Linked DNA regions of Mus musculus: all the other regions are linked to region 1. Evidence: chromatin contacts called from public HiChIP or PLAC-seq and Micro-C data. All regions are on one chromosome and are shown on one strand. The core of a region is the stretch at or near the end of the contact, and the rest is flanking DNA. Distances in the headings are between cores, read along the strand shown.

Region 1 (4,820 bases), core at 1,299-3,798:
TCTAAACTAGCTGTTTCTGGCCATCGGAGGGAGGTGTCCAATTTAGTCACCTCTGCCCACCCATGGCTATTCCTGCCACTTCGCAGTTCAGGGAGCAGATAAGAGGGAGGTGAACCCCAAACCCCTGTCTTTTCTCCGCAGGGCAGATTGCTCACTTTTAAGCCCCTTTCTGCACAGCCCATCTGTTCACCATCCTACACTTAAGAGGTTGAAACTTCTTCCGGAAGCTCCACTGCCCTTTACTGGCCCTCCAAGTCCAGTAGCACTCCCCGCTGGAGTCCTTTACCTGCCATTCAAGAAAGAAGGAGCTCCTGAGCTTTGAGTGGTCTCTCCCTCGCTCATGTCTTCACTTCCCTTAATTGCATCTTAAGCTCTACCATTCTTCCTCTGTCCTCCCTTCCAGGAAGAAGATTCCTGGGGTAGGAAAGCAATTGGGAGGGTGGTGGTTGGGGTATATGTGACTACTTCCTAAAAAAAAAAAATGGGTTCCCAAGTCAGGAGCAGACAGGAGAGGGAGCATTGGTAAGCAGGCTCGGGGCACCTGTACCTTACACTGTTTGCTCAGATCTGCCTCACACAGGCCAACAGTGTCCTGTATGCACAACAGCTTCAAGGTGGGCTCTGCCCTGCTTCCTTTTCTCTTTCCACCCTGTTCTCCTCACCTTAAAGGGCAGGTTTCTAAGCACCTGAAATAATGAGGGAGGAGGATCTAGGAGAATAGAATTTACTAAGTGTGGGGTAGGAGAACATTTTTGTTCTCTGTGCCCAAGGCTACTGCACCTCATAGAGAACATGTTTTGCTATGGAGGCTCTAACACAGACTCGACTGCAAGCGCAGCGGAGAGGACCTTAAAGAACAAGCTCTCTAAACTACTCTCAGCCATACAGCAATTTTCTTCGCCTGAGTCTTCGCCTAGTCTGACATTCTTTGGCTCTCCACGTCTGAAAGGCTTTACCCTAAAACAGTTGCTTTTTTTTTTTCTATTGTCTAGGCTTGGTCATCTTCACTCAAGGACCAGTTAGGACAGGAACATGAGACATGCCACAAGAAAGTAGAAATCTCTTAAATTTCTTAAATTCGGAAATCTACCTGAATCTGAGGGTGTCTGAATTGTCTTCCAGTGGATTCTACTGGGGAGCTACCAGTTGCCTACGTTGCTGGCTTTGGGATCCAGCTGGCCTGGAGTATACTTAAAAAATGGCACTGGCCTGGGGACTTAGAACTGGAAGAGCTCCTGCTTAGTGTACAGAACACTCTGGGTTCAGCCCCTAGCTCTAAATAAACAGGGTGTAGTGGCAGGCACATGTCTCTAATCCCAGTGGAGACAGGAGGGTCAAGAAATTCAGGGTCATCTTCAATTACATGATGTGTAGGAGGCAAGAGACTGTCTTAACATACAAACAGGCATGGACACAGTGTCTATTATTCAAGTCGTTTTTTCTTTTTTTTTTTTTTCTGGATTCTTCTGAGGCAGCTTTCCTGTTATAGTAGATTCTAGGTCTCCATGGAGGAAGACCTCCAACAGATCAGTATAGACAGACCACTTTACACTCAAATTTGTCATTCCTCGGTGCAGTTCATGTTTCCTGCCCTTCTAGACTGGTCACTGTGTGGAGAGAGAGTCTAACTTACACATCCTATATTTCATCTAGCAGTGCTTGCCACAGTAGTGGGCGTCAAGGGATGCTCCATGAAAAGAAAAACGAATGCAAAGTGATGGCATAGCTTCATGGGCCTGGGTGCAATTACATTTATCACATTAAGGTCTTTGTGTATTTTGAGTCTGGCCATCTAATACCAGAACTGAGTGAAGGGTTTCTCTTCTCCCATCTTCACTAGTTTCGGGGGTCTGACTGAGTCACTCCATCTTTGAACAGAAAAGCTGTTAATATCAACGCTTCTGTAGTAGAGTAATTCTACCCCCCTGCCCCTCCCTGTGATTGCCCAGGCAAGAGGGTACAAGAAGCTACAGAAACAATCTTGATTTGTGGTACAACCATCGCGATTCCTAATTATTTCTATCAATAAAGATCGCACCTCGCCGCACACTTAACACACGCAGGCCTCTCAGATCCTGGCCCGAAGCTGTGTGCCTGGCCGCAGGCTCCTCTACCCTGAGAAAAGCCCCGTTTTGAGTCCCGGGTCTGTGCTTGCTCGAGTGTGTACCTGAGGTTTGAGAGGCTTATCCTTCACTCCCTTTCACAAACCAGCCAGCCACCAGCAGCCACAGCTACTTTACGCTTAATTCCTAAACCAAGCTCGCACAAAGCTCGAGGCGTTATTTCGTGCTTAGGGGACCCTGGCAGCTCAGAGCACAATCAACCTTTCTCGCTCCAAGCGGTCACGTGCTCCGGCGCGCTCCCGCGCCGCGCGTCCGAGGGGCCTCCGGCGCACGCGCGTTCGGGCGGCTCGCAACCCTGCCACGGTTTCGGGCGCCTGCGTCTCAGCTTAGCAGCCCAGTGGTGACGCGACGCCCCGCCCCTCCGGCGCGCGCGCGCCTCCCGGAAGTTGCCTACTGGGATTCTAAACGCCGCCTCCGCGAGGTCTCCGCCTTGAGTTGCCAAGTAGAGTCTGGGCCGTAGCGCCACTGCTGCGAGTGTCGGGCCGGGGGGCTCGGGCTGCAGTGCAGGTTCACGAGCGCAGCGCCGGCAGTGACCTGGTGACCATGGCGGCGCCGCAGCCCTTGGCTCTGCAGCTGGAACAGTTGCTGAATCCGAGACCGCGTGAGGCGGATCCTGAGGCCGACCCGGAGGAGGGTGAGGCCTGACTGGGGCTAACCACGTGCAGAGCAGTGGCTCCGACTTCAAGGGCCGCTGGTGCTTGGACCTGCTCGCCTTCCCTTTTCGCTGGGGGAAAATTGTCTCTTGGGAGGGTGGCGTGAGCAGTAATCCAGCATTCTAGACTCTGGGGGTGGGCGGGACATCAGGACCCTGGCGGGGAGTTGCAGGCAGCCGGCTGGCAGCAGTTTAGGATGCCACTTTTCTTGGTATTACCTTCGAAAGGAGAAAGAAGCCTGATGAGTTTCAGGTTTTTGTGTGTTTGAAACTGACTGCTTCTAAAATCTTCATGAGAATGAAAATGATTACCCGATGCTGTTTAGCCATGTTTATTTAGGCCTTAAGCCATTTGTCCACATTCTGATGACAGACTGATTCTTCATAAACCTGTTCTGAGACCGGCTGGGAGTAATTGTGCTTTAGACTTGGGTCAGGGAGGTGTGAGAAAGACAACTGGAGGGGTGTCATGAGTGTCTATAGCACCCAATGACTGTCACATATTGAGGAAGAATTAAGGACCCTGGGCATGTAGCCGATAACACTTGATGCACTGGATTTAATTTTCAGAACCTCTGAAAAAGAAAAACAATAAAAAACACCATGGAAAAGCAAGGAAGAATCAGATTTATACGTTCCTAGATTTATAAGTTCCAAGGCATAAAAACATGTCTCCTAGTAGTTGCAGGGAGTTAGCTCTCTGTTTAGAAATAGATAGCAATATGACAGCAGTCTCCTTAGAAACCAGAAGTCAACTCCCTATTCCTGTAAGTTAGTTATGTTATGTTATAGAGGACACAATGAATCAAGGGCTGGGGTGGAGCCCAGTACTAAGAGTACTCACCTAGTACAGGAAGGTGGGGTGTGGGGTTGAAATGGCTTAAGTGGGTTCCTGTTAAAGTATTTTTCTAACCTAAGATTCTATTTTTCTCCCTCCCCAACAGCCACTAGAGCCAGAGTGATTGACAGGTTTGATGAAGGGGAAGAGGAGAAAGATGATCTGGCAGTGAGTAGCATTAGAAAGTTGGCACCAGTCTCCCTCTTGGACACCGACAAAAGGTATTCTGGCAAGACCACTTCTAGGAAAGCTTGGAAAGAAGACCATTGGGAGCAGGCTCTGCCAAGTTCATCTGGTGAGTAGACATTTTCACCCCAAACTCTTCTCTTGGCTTAGTTCTGTATGGTTAAACTGTTTTGTTTCTGGATTCTTTCTGGAAGTCTGTGGGTCTCCACTTAATTTAGGAGAGACCATTGAATTGGTACTTGGAAGGGCCTTAGAGGTCAGCATGTTACTTTAAAAAGGATGCTAAAGGGCTGGAGAGATGGCTCCGTGGTTAAGAGCACTGACTGCTCTTCCAGAGGTCCTGAGTTTGATTCCCAGCAACCACATGGTGGCTCATAACCATCTGTAATGGGATCCGATGCCCTATTCCGGTGTGTGTGGAGACAGCTACATAAACATAAAATAAATAAATAATTCTTTAAAAAAAAAAAGGATGCTAAAGCCCAGTTAGGCTTTGTTTCCTGTTAGCGTTTTAGAGATGATAGAAACGTAGTGAGTTCGTGCAGTTGAATAGAGCACAATAACATGTTTGTTCTGTCATATAAGCTCCCACAGATTAACTGGAATGAAAGATGTGGCCTGGTATTTTTCTCTAGGTAACTCCTTTCCCCTTTTTTCCCCTTATAATTTAGATAACGAAGCATCTGATGAGGGAGGATCTGAAGATGGGGATTCAGAGGGCCTGGGCCTGGAGGAGATCTCAGAAGATGTTGACGAAGACTTAGAAGGTGAGGGCGAGGATAGTTCTTTTATCTCAGAATTAGGAGAGACTGAAGCAGGGGAATCAGGAGTTCAAGGCCAGCCTGAGCTACACAGTAAGTTCTGCACTAGCATGTGCTACACCTGAGACCCTGTCTTAAAAAACAAACAGACAAACAGAAACCTAACACTCGAGGTTACCAAGTTCAGGTTAGTGGCTCACCCTGAAATGAGGGGGAAACTGGGCAGAGCATAATGGGTATTGACAGAGCTGTGTGGTTAA
Region 2 (4,820 bases), core at 705-3,204, 98 kb before region 1:
CTCCAAGAGAAAATGAAAAGGCCTTTAAGCCTCTTCGTGTGAAAACTAGAACCCCAGGGCTTCCTCATCTGAGGCCGATCATCCATTCCACAAGACTAGACAATGTGAAGCCATCCACAATCGTGGACTTGAGCCAGTACCAGCCTTACAGATGAGCCCAACACAGCCTCTGCTAACTGGAGGCACACATCCAATCCAGCCCTCCCAGATCTTTATTGATAAAGCCCTTCAACCATGGGTCCAAATTCTAAAACTGCAGGGCATGCCAGGAAACAAGCCACCAGCAAGGTCTGCAAAACCAAGCGCCCCAGACTGAGATCAAACAGAGCAAAGCAAATGTGTCTGCTTAGCATGCTTAGAGAGGAAATTCTTGTGATTGGAGGTGACTGTGCTTGTCACTGGATGGTCACCACCGGAAGAGCTTTCTAGGAAAAGGCTTTTGAGCAAGACTTGAATGTAGAAAGAGAACTGGTCCTGTAAAATAGAGGGAAGGTGTTTGGCAGACAGACAGCGGAAACGGCAGTGCATGAGCCTGGGGCAGGAAGAGCTTATCTGGAGCCACAGAAGGAGAAATGGTTTTTAAGACTCAGCGAGTACAATGTGGGCCACAGAGAGATGGGAAAGGGGGTTCTGTGGAACCCGTGATGTCTGGCTTTTATTCTAAGTGTTAGGGGAAGCCTGCATGGATTTCAGAAAGAGCAGAATAAAGCCTGATTTGCATGTGTTTTCCTGTGTATGTAGTTTCTTGTTTTTGTTGTTGTGGTGCTGTTTTGTTTTGCTTTTTGTTTCTTTTTGTTGTTGTTGTTTTTGTTTGTTTGTTTTTGTTTTTCAAGACAGGGTTTCTCTGAAGCCCTGGCTGTCCTGGAACTCACTTTGTAGACCAGGCTGGCCTCGAACTCAGAAATCTGCCTGCCTCTGCCTACCAAGTGCTGGGATTAAAGGTGTGGGCCACCACGCCAGGCTGTCTTTTGTTTCTTGTTTTGTTTTGTTTTGTTTTGTTTTGTTTTGTTTTGTTTTGTTTTTTGAGACAAGGTCTCTTTTTTGAAACAAGGTCTCTTGTAGTCTACATTGGCCCAGAACTTCCTGTGTAACCGGGATGTCTTTCAACTGCTGATTCTCTTGACTCCACCTCCTGAAAGTTGAGATTTCTGGCTTGTATCTTCATTCCCAGTTACATGCAATGTTAAGGATCCAACCCGAGGTTTTCTGTGTATTAGGCAAACACTCTATGGTGAGCTGTAGTCCCAGGCCCTAGTCTGCATGTGCAAAGGATCCCTTTTGTTCAATGATTAAGTAAGTAATCTGCGCTTGCAGATTACCAGGGTTTGATTCCCAGCACCCACATGGTGGTTCACAATTCATAACTCCAGTTCAAGGGACCCAACACTCTCTTCTGGTTTTTGAAGGCACCAAACACACAAATAGTGCACATCCGTAGATACAGGCAAACACTCAGATACAGAAATTACAATAAATCACAAGGTGTCCCAGCGCTCAGGAGGATCTCTCAGTTTAAGTCCAGCCTGGTCTACAGAGTTAGTTCCAGGGCATCCAGAACTACACAGAGAAACTCTGCTTTGAAAACCCAACATTAATCAATCAATCGTTTTTTGGTTTTTGTTTTTGTTTTTTTAAAAAAGACCTAGCCAAGTAACACATCTTTAATCCTAGCACTCAGGAGGCAGAGGCAGATAAGTTGGAGGCTAGCTTGGGCTACAGAATGAGGAAGGAAGCAGTGAAGGAAGCAAACTGCTCTCTCATCTACCAGGACAGTTCCCATCTCTACCTGCACCTCCTAGTGTATATCCTGTGGAAAGTCAAGGAAGGAGACAGTCTTGAAAAGATTTGGGGGAGAAGGGTTGGATATTTCTCACCAAGAGCCTCAGCTGCAAGGGGATCGCTCCTACAGTCCGCGAAGGAGGGACAAGAAGAGAAAGTAGCTTTGGAGAACAGCCAAGGCCTTTGATCTGTTTCAGGCCCAGTGAAGCCACCAGGTGTCTCTCCTCACAGGCCTCACAGGAAGTGTGTGGCCAAGCCCGAATTGGAAGTCTTCAACTCCAATGCTTGTGAGAGGAACATCTGAGTGCAGCCTTCCTCCCTCCCCTTTGAAATTGGCCTCACCCTACCCCACTGGGCCCAGCTACACTCAACTTACCACTAGGAGTCTCAGAACAAAAATGGGGATAAGCCAAGGACCAGCTAGAACAGGGGACTTTAATCCATCAGTGTCCCAGTCTGAGCACCCCAACATCTCCACAAGTTTCCTGGGTAGAGTCCCCTGGAATGGGGTGCCTGGAAGGAACTTTATAAAATTCTCCACAACCAGCCAAGCGGAACCCATTTCCCCTCACAATGCAATTAACAGCACCAACATTTACAAAATATGATTACAAGCACTTTGGTTAAGTAGAGGAAAGTATATTAGATAGCAGTGAGGGGTTGATCTTAATGTGCATTTTTTCGAGAGACTTGCATTTTCTTTGTGCAAATAAAGAGGCCCTAAATTCTCCATAGGCACTAAAATCAATGCACTGGAACCATGATAACAAACACAGGCTCTACTTTTTGCTACATCCCCCAATTAATTAAGCCTTTCACGGGCATGTAATTAGGAACATTAGCAAGTCATAAAATTGCCGTGAGTCTTTAAATTATGTGCTGGCCCTCAGCAATTTGTTTTTAATTCCTTCTGAAGACAATGGTACTGCGGGGCCCAATAGATCTTCATAGCAGCCCACTGTGCTTGGCTTTATGGTGCCCGCCTGCCTGCCAGGCCTCCTGCCAGCCTGGTGCCCACTGCAGCTCCCGGGACTCAGGAGGTGCCACAGCTCTGGCTCCTCCCTTCTGCCTTCTCTTCTCTCCCTCCCCCTTCTCTCCTTCCTCTTCCTCCTGCTTTTCCTCTTTCTCCTTTCTCTTCTGCTCACTTCATTCCCTGATCCACTCTCTTCTCTTTACTCTCCGTTTCTTCAGCTTCTCCCTGCTTTAGTCCCTGGCCTGCACTCATTCTCCTCACCCTTCTCTCCTTCCTCCAGGTCTCGAGCTCTTTCCTCTTCCCACACCCCGACAGGTCACACACTGTAGCCCTGGCTGACCTCCAACTCAAAGCAATCCTCCTGCCTCCGTCTCTAGGTGCTGGTACTACAGATGCGCACCTCATCCTCGGCTTTGTATTTACTTTCTTCTTTTATTTCTCTCTTCGCCTCCTCCTTCCTGTCTCTTCTCTTTATTCCTTTCTTCTCCTTTCTTTTCCTCTTTACTTTTCCCTTTCTCCTTCTCTATCACCCCTGCTGTTTCTCCTCCCTCTCCTCTTCCTCCTCCTCCTCCTGTCTTCTTCTTTCTCCCTATATCTGTTTTTTCCCCTGCTCTGCTTTTCTCCTCCCCATCCCTAGGTTCTTCTTCCTTGCCCTTCCCCCCTTCCCATGACCCCTTAGGACTGAGCTAGGCGCACACCACTACCCCTCCTCCACCTTTCCACTGGCCCCAGCTCCTGGTCCCTCCATTCCCCATCCATCCACCTTGTGAAGGGCCATGGAGGCCATCTATCCTGACCTCTTTGATTTGTGGCATCAGTTATACTCACTGGGTGCCAGGCCCTGACCCAGTTCCCTAGAGGTGTCAGAGGGAATGAGGGGCAGGGGTTACGACCCTACCCTACTCCCACTCCCCAGTCTCTTCTATAGGAAGGATAGTGGGGCAAAGCAAAAGGCTGTTGCGTTTGCCTAGCTGGCCAAAGGTCCTGAAGGGATTTGGGATGACCTTGTACTCATCTGCCAGGACCCCCAGGAACCCAAGAGAGTTATCAGACCCTGCTCTATACCCAACACCACCCCAGTTGTTGTCCTTATAAGCCTCAAAACTTAGGAGAATTAGGTCTTTGAGTTCAGCCCTCTGTACCCAGTCCTCCTCCTACATATTCAAAGCCTTTCCTCCCAGCCAGAAGTAATTTAACAATCTTTATTTTATTTGTTTGTGTGTTTAGAATAAGTTTTTAACTTCTCATTTTGGCCTGCAAGGCCCTCGGTGACCCGGCCCCAGCTATTTTGCCTGTTCCCAACTCATTCCACATCCCTGAGTTTCTCCTCTTTGCTTTGTCATATTAAGCATATGCTGTCCCCTTCATCTAAGATGCTTTTCCACTCGCCGCTCTTCCTCAGGAGACTTTACTGAATTTTAAAGTCTCAGGTCCAACATAATAGTCCCTGGTCAATCCTGACTTGTGCTACTCACAGTACTAGGCATGAATGACTTCCAGGCCTCCCTATATTCGTCTTCTGGAACTGGAACTACAGGAAGGCTTCTATGCTCACCCGGAACTTATGTAGATTTCTGGGGATCTGAATTCTGGTCCTAATATTTGCACATCAAGAGCTCTAACCGCTTAGCAACCTCTCTCCCCGCCTGGGAGTGTGAATTCTAACATACGCAGAACCAGGAGGCCCAGAACTGATGAAACACAGCCATGAAAGATCTATGTGCCCCATGCTCCAGGCATCTAGGCCACCTCTGAATAAAGCTCCCAGGCAGCCAGGCATAGAGGCTCATGCCTGTAACCCCAACGCTCGGGAGGCAGAAGCAGAAGGATGGTGAATTTGAGGACAGCCTTGGATACAAAATGAGGTCTTCTCTCAAAAAGAAAGGGGGGAGAAAAGTAGACGTGACTCAGGTCAAGGTGACTCAGTTAGTAAAAGAGCATGCCATGCAAGCCAGGCACCCATGAAAAGCAGCTGAATGTGGTAGCATGGATAAGAAGTCCCCTGAAACTTGAGGGCCAGCTAGCCTGGAGTACACAAACATCAAGAAAGACCCTGCCTCAAAATGAA
Region 3 (4,820 bases), core at 863-3,362, 78 kb after region 1:
CCACGTGGCTATTTAATCAGCATGTTGGTACTCAGAAGTTTCAGCTTTCAGGGGCTGGGTTCCGTTGTAGTGGTGTCTTAGTTAAGGTTTTACTGCTGTGAACAGACACCATGACCAAGGCAGGTCTTGTAAAAAACAACATTTAATTGGGGCTGGCTTACAGGTTCAGAGGTTCAGTCCATTATCATCAAGGTGAGAGCATGGCAGTATCCAGACAGGCATGGCACAGGAGGAGCTGAGAGTTCTATGTCTTCATCCAAAGGCTGCTAGTGGAAGCTGATTCCAGGCAACTAGGGTGAGATCTTATACCCACACCCACAGTGACACACCCATTCCAACCAGGTCACACCTATTCCAACAAGGCCACACCTTCAGATGGTGCCACTCCCTGGTCCAAGGATATACAAACCATCACAAGTGGTATATGCCGAGGATATACAAACCATCACAAGTGGTATATGCCGAGCCTGGCATCCTTGAAGGTTCAGTTCCCAGCACTGGGACAACAGAGCAAGGTACAGGTTTCAGATTTTCATGTTGGTGCTACCTAACGTGTATAAAGTAAGGGGAAAAAAAGACCAAAATAGTTGTACTGCCATGCAAAGATCTCCAGGATAATCTGTTAACTGATGAGAGAAATCTTGCCTGTAGTACTCATTATAATCTAAAATAGAAAGTAAGGGGCTGGAGAGATGGCTTAGCAGTTAAGAACACTTGTTGCTCTTGTACAGGACCCAGGTTCCGCTCCCACCACCTACATTCTGGTCGCAACCATTTGTAACTATTTCCAGGAAATCCAGTGTCCTCTCTGAACTCCATAGGTACCAGGCATGCAGTGTGAACTTTCATATAATGTACATATATACATGCAGGCAAAACACACATAAAATGAAATGAATGCATTAAAATTTAAGTTGTGAACATTAAGCAGGCATATGGTATCCTTGTGTGTCTGTACCACAGTGTGTCACTGTATGAGAGGGTCTGCTCAGTGGCTGCCAGTGGGTAAGGGACAGATGGGACAACAGGCAGTGAAGAAGCCAAGCACTGTAGTTTTCTTGCCTGCCTCTGGGCTAGCCTATTCCATGAGAGAACTCATCTGCCCCTCATTAGGAGCTAAGAAGCAGACTTTGATTTATTGCTGGGGAGTGGGGTGAAGTAAAAGATTCTTTTACTATATTGTGTCTGTAGTACTTGAATTTTCTACAGTAACTTATTGCTTTATATCAACAACATTTTCATTTTTGAAATCATTATGTGAACTATGGCAGCATAGGGAAGGGTCTGCTATCCATTCCTCTGTTGCAGGTTGTCAGGTGAAAGGCGGTCTCTCCTGGTGATTTCTGCCCTACGCTGACTTTGTGGACCCAGCTGCTTCTTTGAGGCTCTCCTCCCTAACTGTGCTGTCAGGAACTCCTGTGCTCTTGCTGTTTTGTTCCCAGAGGCTGCTCCCCAACAGTGGTGAGCTGACCAGGTCTGTGGTGCCTTCATCTCTCTGCAGGTGTCCCTGGCTCCAGGTTACTGTTCGCCAATAGGCCTACATTCGATTCTGCCCGGGTGGGGCTCTGAGTGCCCATCCCTGACTCTCCCTTGTCCCTGTCCAGTCTGAGGTCAATAGATTTGGATTGGTTGGAGTGGACTGAAACGGGAATGTACTCGTTAAAGAGAAAGAGCAGAGCTTCAAACAGAATGTTAACCCACACTATGCGGGTTACCGCATCCCCATCTTGTCCCCTGTGGAGTATTCTTTAGTTAGTTAATTTTTACTGATACAAATTCTTTTCTCACACTAGGAATTTTTGTCTTGAAGTGATCTATTTAAAAACCCTTTTTAAATGCAAAGTAGCCCAGCTGAGTTCTCCTGTGGGAGAGTTTCACTTGGGTCCTGGTTTAAGTGCTTTTGGGACACTTTTGTTAGTGAAAGTTTTAGGTGACCCTGGCATGTCCTATGTCCAGGAGGTGTGTCTCCAACTCTGAGGGAGACACGAGTGTCTGGCGTATTTTTCTGAATTGAAAGAATCTGTGTGCCTTTGCACAAGGCTTACCATGAACCTGAAAGCAAGTACCACTTCTCCACACTCTTCCAGAGCAATGCTGGAGACAGCCAGCAGGGGGGTGGGGGGGATGAGGAAAGCAGGCGTGGGCTGCCACTCTGTGTCAGTCCTGGCTTCCCCTCTGACTTAGAGGCAGAGGTCTTTCTAAACTGGTCATGGACTTTGAGTACAGTTTCCCTCACCTGATGTGAGTGCCGACCACAGAGAGTTTACTGTCGTCAGTAAGCTTCCATAACCTTCCGCTGCCTTTTGCTGTCTATGCTAGCTAGGCCTTTGGAGGCAGACTTTAGAGTTGTGAAGTCTTGCAATGTGTGGTGCCTTCAGGAAGAACATTGCAAGCCCCGGGGACATGCTGAGAAGGGGCCCATGGCGAAACTTCACTAACTCTGGTTTCTGCTCTTGGCAAGGACAGGCTCTCAACAATGACAGTCAGCTGGTACAGGCCTGAGAAAAGTGACATGGCTGTGTTTGCTGCCACTTCTAGGAGGATTCTCCCTCCAGGTTGACTATGGCACTGACACTCTAAGTGCAGGTTATTGCAGTTTTCTGTGTAACTTACTTTTATTACAAACATGATGGCAACATTAACATTTAGAATTATTTGGTTCCTTTACAAAAACAAAACAAAAAAAAAATCCCAAGAAATTCTTAGTAGGAATAGCAGCCTCAACCTCTCCTCCAGAATAAAACCTCATCTTTTGTACATGTATAAAGCTGCTGGCATGAAACAGAAGGCGGGGACCCTTCGATGATGAGTGTTGTGTGCTGAACGTATTATTGTCTTACATCTGGAGTTTAAGAAATGTGCAAATGTAAGCCCATCTTGTAAAGTGCTTTGTCAACATCGCAGCCATGTTGCTCCTGAGGTGCCTTGGTATAATAGAATTCCTACAGGCAATTTGTCTTCTGCTTGCCATTTTTGTGTATGGTATGCAGCCTACATTCTGTGTGCAGGCATGTTCCCCTCTCTCCTAATCGAAGCCCTGCCCCCAGCCCATAGCCACCCCCTGCCCCATCCCCACCCCACATGCTTTCTTAAAGCTCTCCTGCCCTACGGTGCTGCTTTATTCAATGGAATTGGGCACTGGTCTTGATGAGAGATTGTGCTGTAGCTTCACAGCATTGAGAGAGCTCATCTGCTGTGACCTCAGGAAACACTGTCCTTACAGAATTTTCTGTTGGGTAAGAACTTTAGGCACGAATGGTTAAAATGCAGATGTTTTCTCTGAGGCTTCTTATCTCCTAAGAAGACACAGGTTATTCTGACAGGTGAAACAAGTCCAGGCAGATATGCAACACTGATCTAATCAGCAGAACACGAGCCCCGCTCTAACTGGTGCTGCCTTTACCAGCGTCATTAAGGGTTCCCATTACTCTTTTATTAGCCGCTCCTTCTCTTCCTTATCAGATTGCAGAGCAAACATAACTCACGGCAGTGATTTGATCTCTGTTAAAGAGGATTACAGCTTTGCATTAACTCGGATTGACATAGTTTATAATTCACTTGTTGATACTCGGGAGAGTGTTGCCATGTGCCTGACCTCCCCTGGCAGTGCTGAGAGGAAAGGACCCCACAGATCATCGTTAAAGATGTCGCCCAGCACAGACAGGAGATCCAGGCTTTCCTTAAGTAACAGCAGAGGGAATAGTAGAACACTCTCAAGTTCAAGCCTAAGACTTGGTCCAGACTCAAACCTGGGTTGAAAATAAAACATTACTGTTGTGTCTTTGTTTTTCCTATTTGGGGCTGTTGGCCTCTCACACTAGAGAATTTGAACCGTCAAATTGAAGTTTGGTTCCAAGTAGGAGGGGGTGATAGAAGTGCATCTTCTTTCAAAGTCTGGCTTTGTGGCTGCTGTTTTCATTTCTGCAGCCAGGTTCTCGGTATTTCCTCATAATTTAAAATTCTCTCTTCTCCCCAAAGGGTCTTGCATGTTTATTAAAGTGGTTCTAGATCTTAAGGATTTGTTTTAAAATTATTATGATATTCTAAATGTAGCCTCTTACAGATACTGCTTTAATCACAGCTAAAGTGGCTTGCAAGTGTGTAGCTAAGCTTTCAACCTTTCTCTTGATTGGCCATTCACATATATTATTAATGTTTCCCATGGTGATCCCCAGCTGACATCAGATTGCTAAAATGTATAGATCATTTTTGTTTCTCCGTGATGCCCTTATTTGCTCTGTTTTTTCCACCTGGTTCTGATTAGCAGGGAAATGGCAGTGAGGGACATGATCATCTCCACCCTGTTGTGATCATCAGTGGATGGCACTGAGGGACGGTGTCCTTCTACTCACTGAGCATCGTGTCAGACCAGCATCAGCCTTCATCAGAAGGCAGTGGGATAGTTGACATTATCTACAGTTTGTGATTAAAATTCTAAGTCATGGAGTAATTAAATAACTTGCTCAAGTTAAAAGTTGTAAAGTAGAGCGTCTCAGAGTGTAGCTGCTAACCGCTGCTGCTGCTGCTGCTGCTGCTGCTGCTGCTGCTGCTGCGCTGCAGAGTCTGTGGGAATAATGCAGTATCTCAACCAAAGAGAAAGCATTAGTTTGCCCAGAGTAAATCTTTTCTCTTCTGTAAAGGGACATTTTCTATATAGGAAAGCTGTGCTACTGACTGTTAACATTTTAGTATGAATCACCGAATTTCCCAAACCTGCCCTGTGGTTATTCTGCCTGGTGCTGGTGCCAAGGCCTAGACCATACAGTGGATACGATACTAGGGATCTCTGGTACCCAGCCTTGGTTTAGGGGGTGTTTGAG

What was found. A called contact is a pair of places that touch in the nucleus more often than the background predicts. HiChIP or PLAC-seq counts read pairs in DNA pulled down with a chosen protein or histone mark.
Region 2: a contact with region 1 is called in a Micro-C map of the G1E-ER4 cell line, with 3 times the contacts expected there. The contact joins the enhancer-like site here to the promoter of Aatf in region 1. A contact is called at or near these places in 1 of 39 promoter capture datasets (stem cell-derived epiblast-like cells), 3 of 484 Hi-C or Micro-C datasets (all in the G1E-ER4 cell line), 4 of 115 datasets of contacts at active chromatin or transcription factors (embryonic forebrain and embryonic stem cells) and 2 of 9 other capture datasets (adipose tissue and pancreatic islet).
Region 3: an H3K4me3 HiChIP or PLAC-seq map of embryonic hindbrain shows a contact between it and region 1, with 2.9 times the contacts expected there. The contact joins the enhancer-like site here to the promoter of Aatf in region 1. A contact is called at or near these places in 7 of 39 promoter capture datasets (the 3T3-L1 cell line, frontonasal cranial neural crest, hippocampal neurons and 3 more), 3 of 15 datasets of contacts at CTCF or cohesin (CD8 T cells, pro-B cells and stem cell-derived epiblast-like cells), 23 of 484 Hi-C or Micro-C datasets (the G1E-ER4 cell line, the N1E-115 cell line, Th1 cells and 8 more), 11 of 115 datasets of contacts at active chromatin or transcription factors (the SCID.adh cell line, differentiating embryonic stem cells, embryonic forebrain and 6 more) and 3 of 9 other capture datasets (adipose tissue, liver and pancreatic islet).

Annotation. Positions count from the first base shown.
Region 1 is chr11:84,511,229-84,516,048 of GRCm38.p6, reverse strand. Aatf (apoptosis antagonizing transcription factor) reads left to right here and starts at 2,548. Exons shown (of 13, transcript NM_019816.1): 1 at 2,548-2,757; 2 at 3,720-3,908; 3 at 4,471-4,566. The coding sequence starts at 2,667.
Region 2 is chr11:84,608,850-84,613,669 of GRCm38.p6, reverse strand. No RefSeq gene overlaps it. Among named protein-coding and RNA genes, the nearest start is that of Lhx1os, 86 kb to the right of the region's middle. Within about 2 kb of position 1,954, at least 13 of the 459 cell types and tissues checked have an H3K27ac peak or open chromatin away from gene starts, as enhancers often do. A contact at or near this core is called in the G1E-ER4 cell line, where this site is marked.
Region 3 is chr11:84,432,388-84,437,207 of GRCm38.p6, reverse strand. All of the region lies in intron 12 of Aatf (apoptosis antagonizing transcription factor), which reads left to right. Among named protein-coding and RNA genes, the nearest start is that of Aatf, 79 kb to the left of the region's middle. Within about 2 kb of position 2,112, at least 3 of the 459 cell types and tissues checked have an H3K27ac peak or open chromatin away from gene starts, as enhancers often do.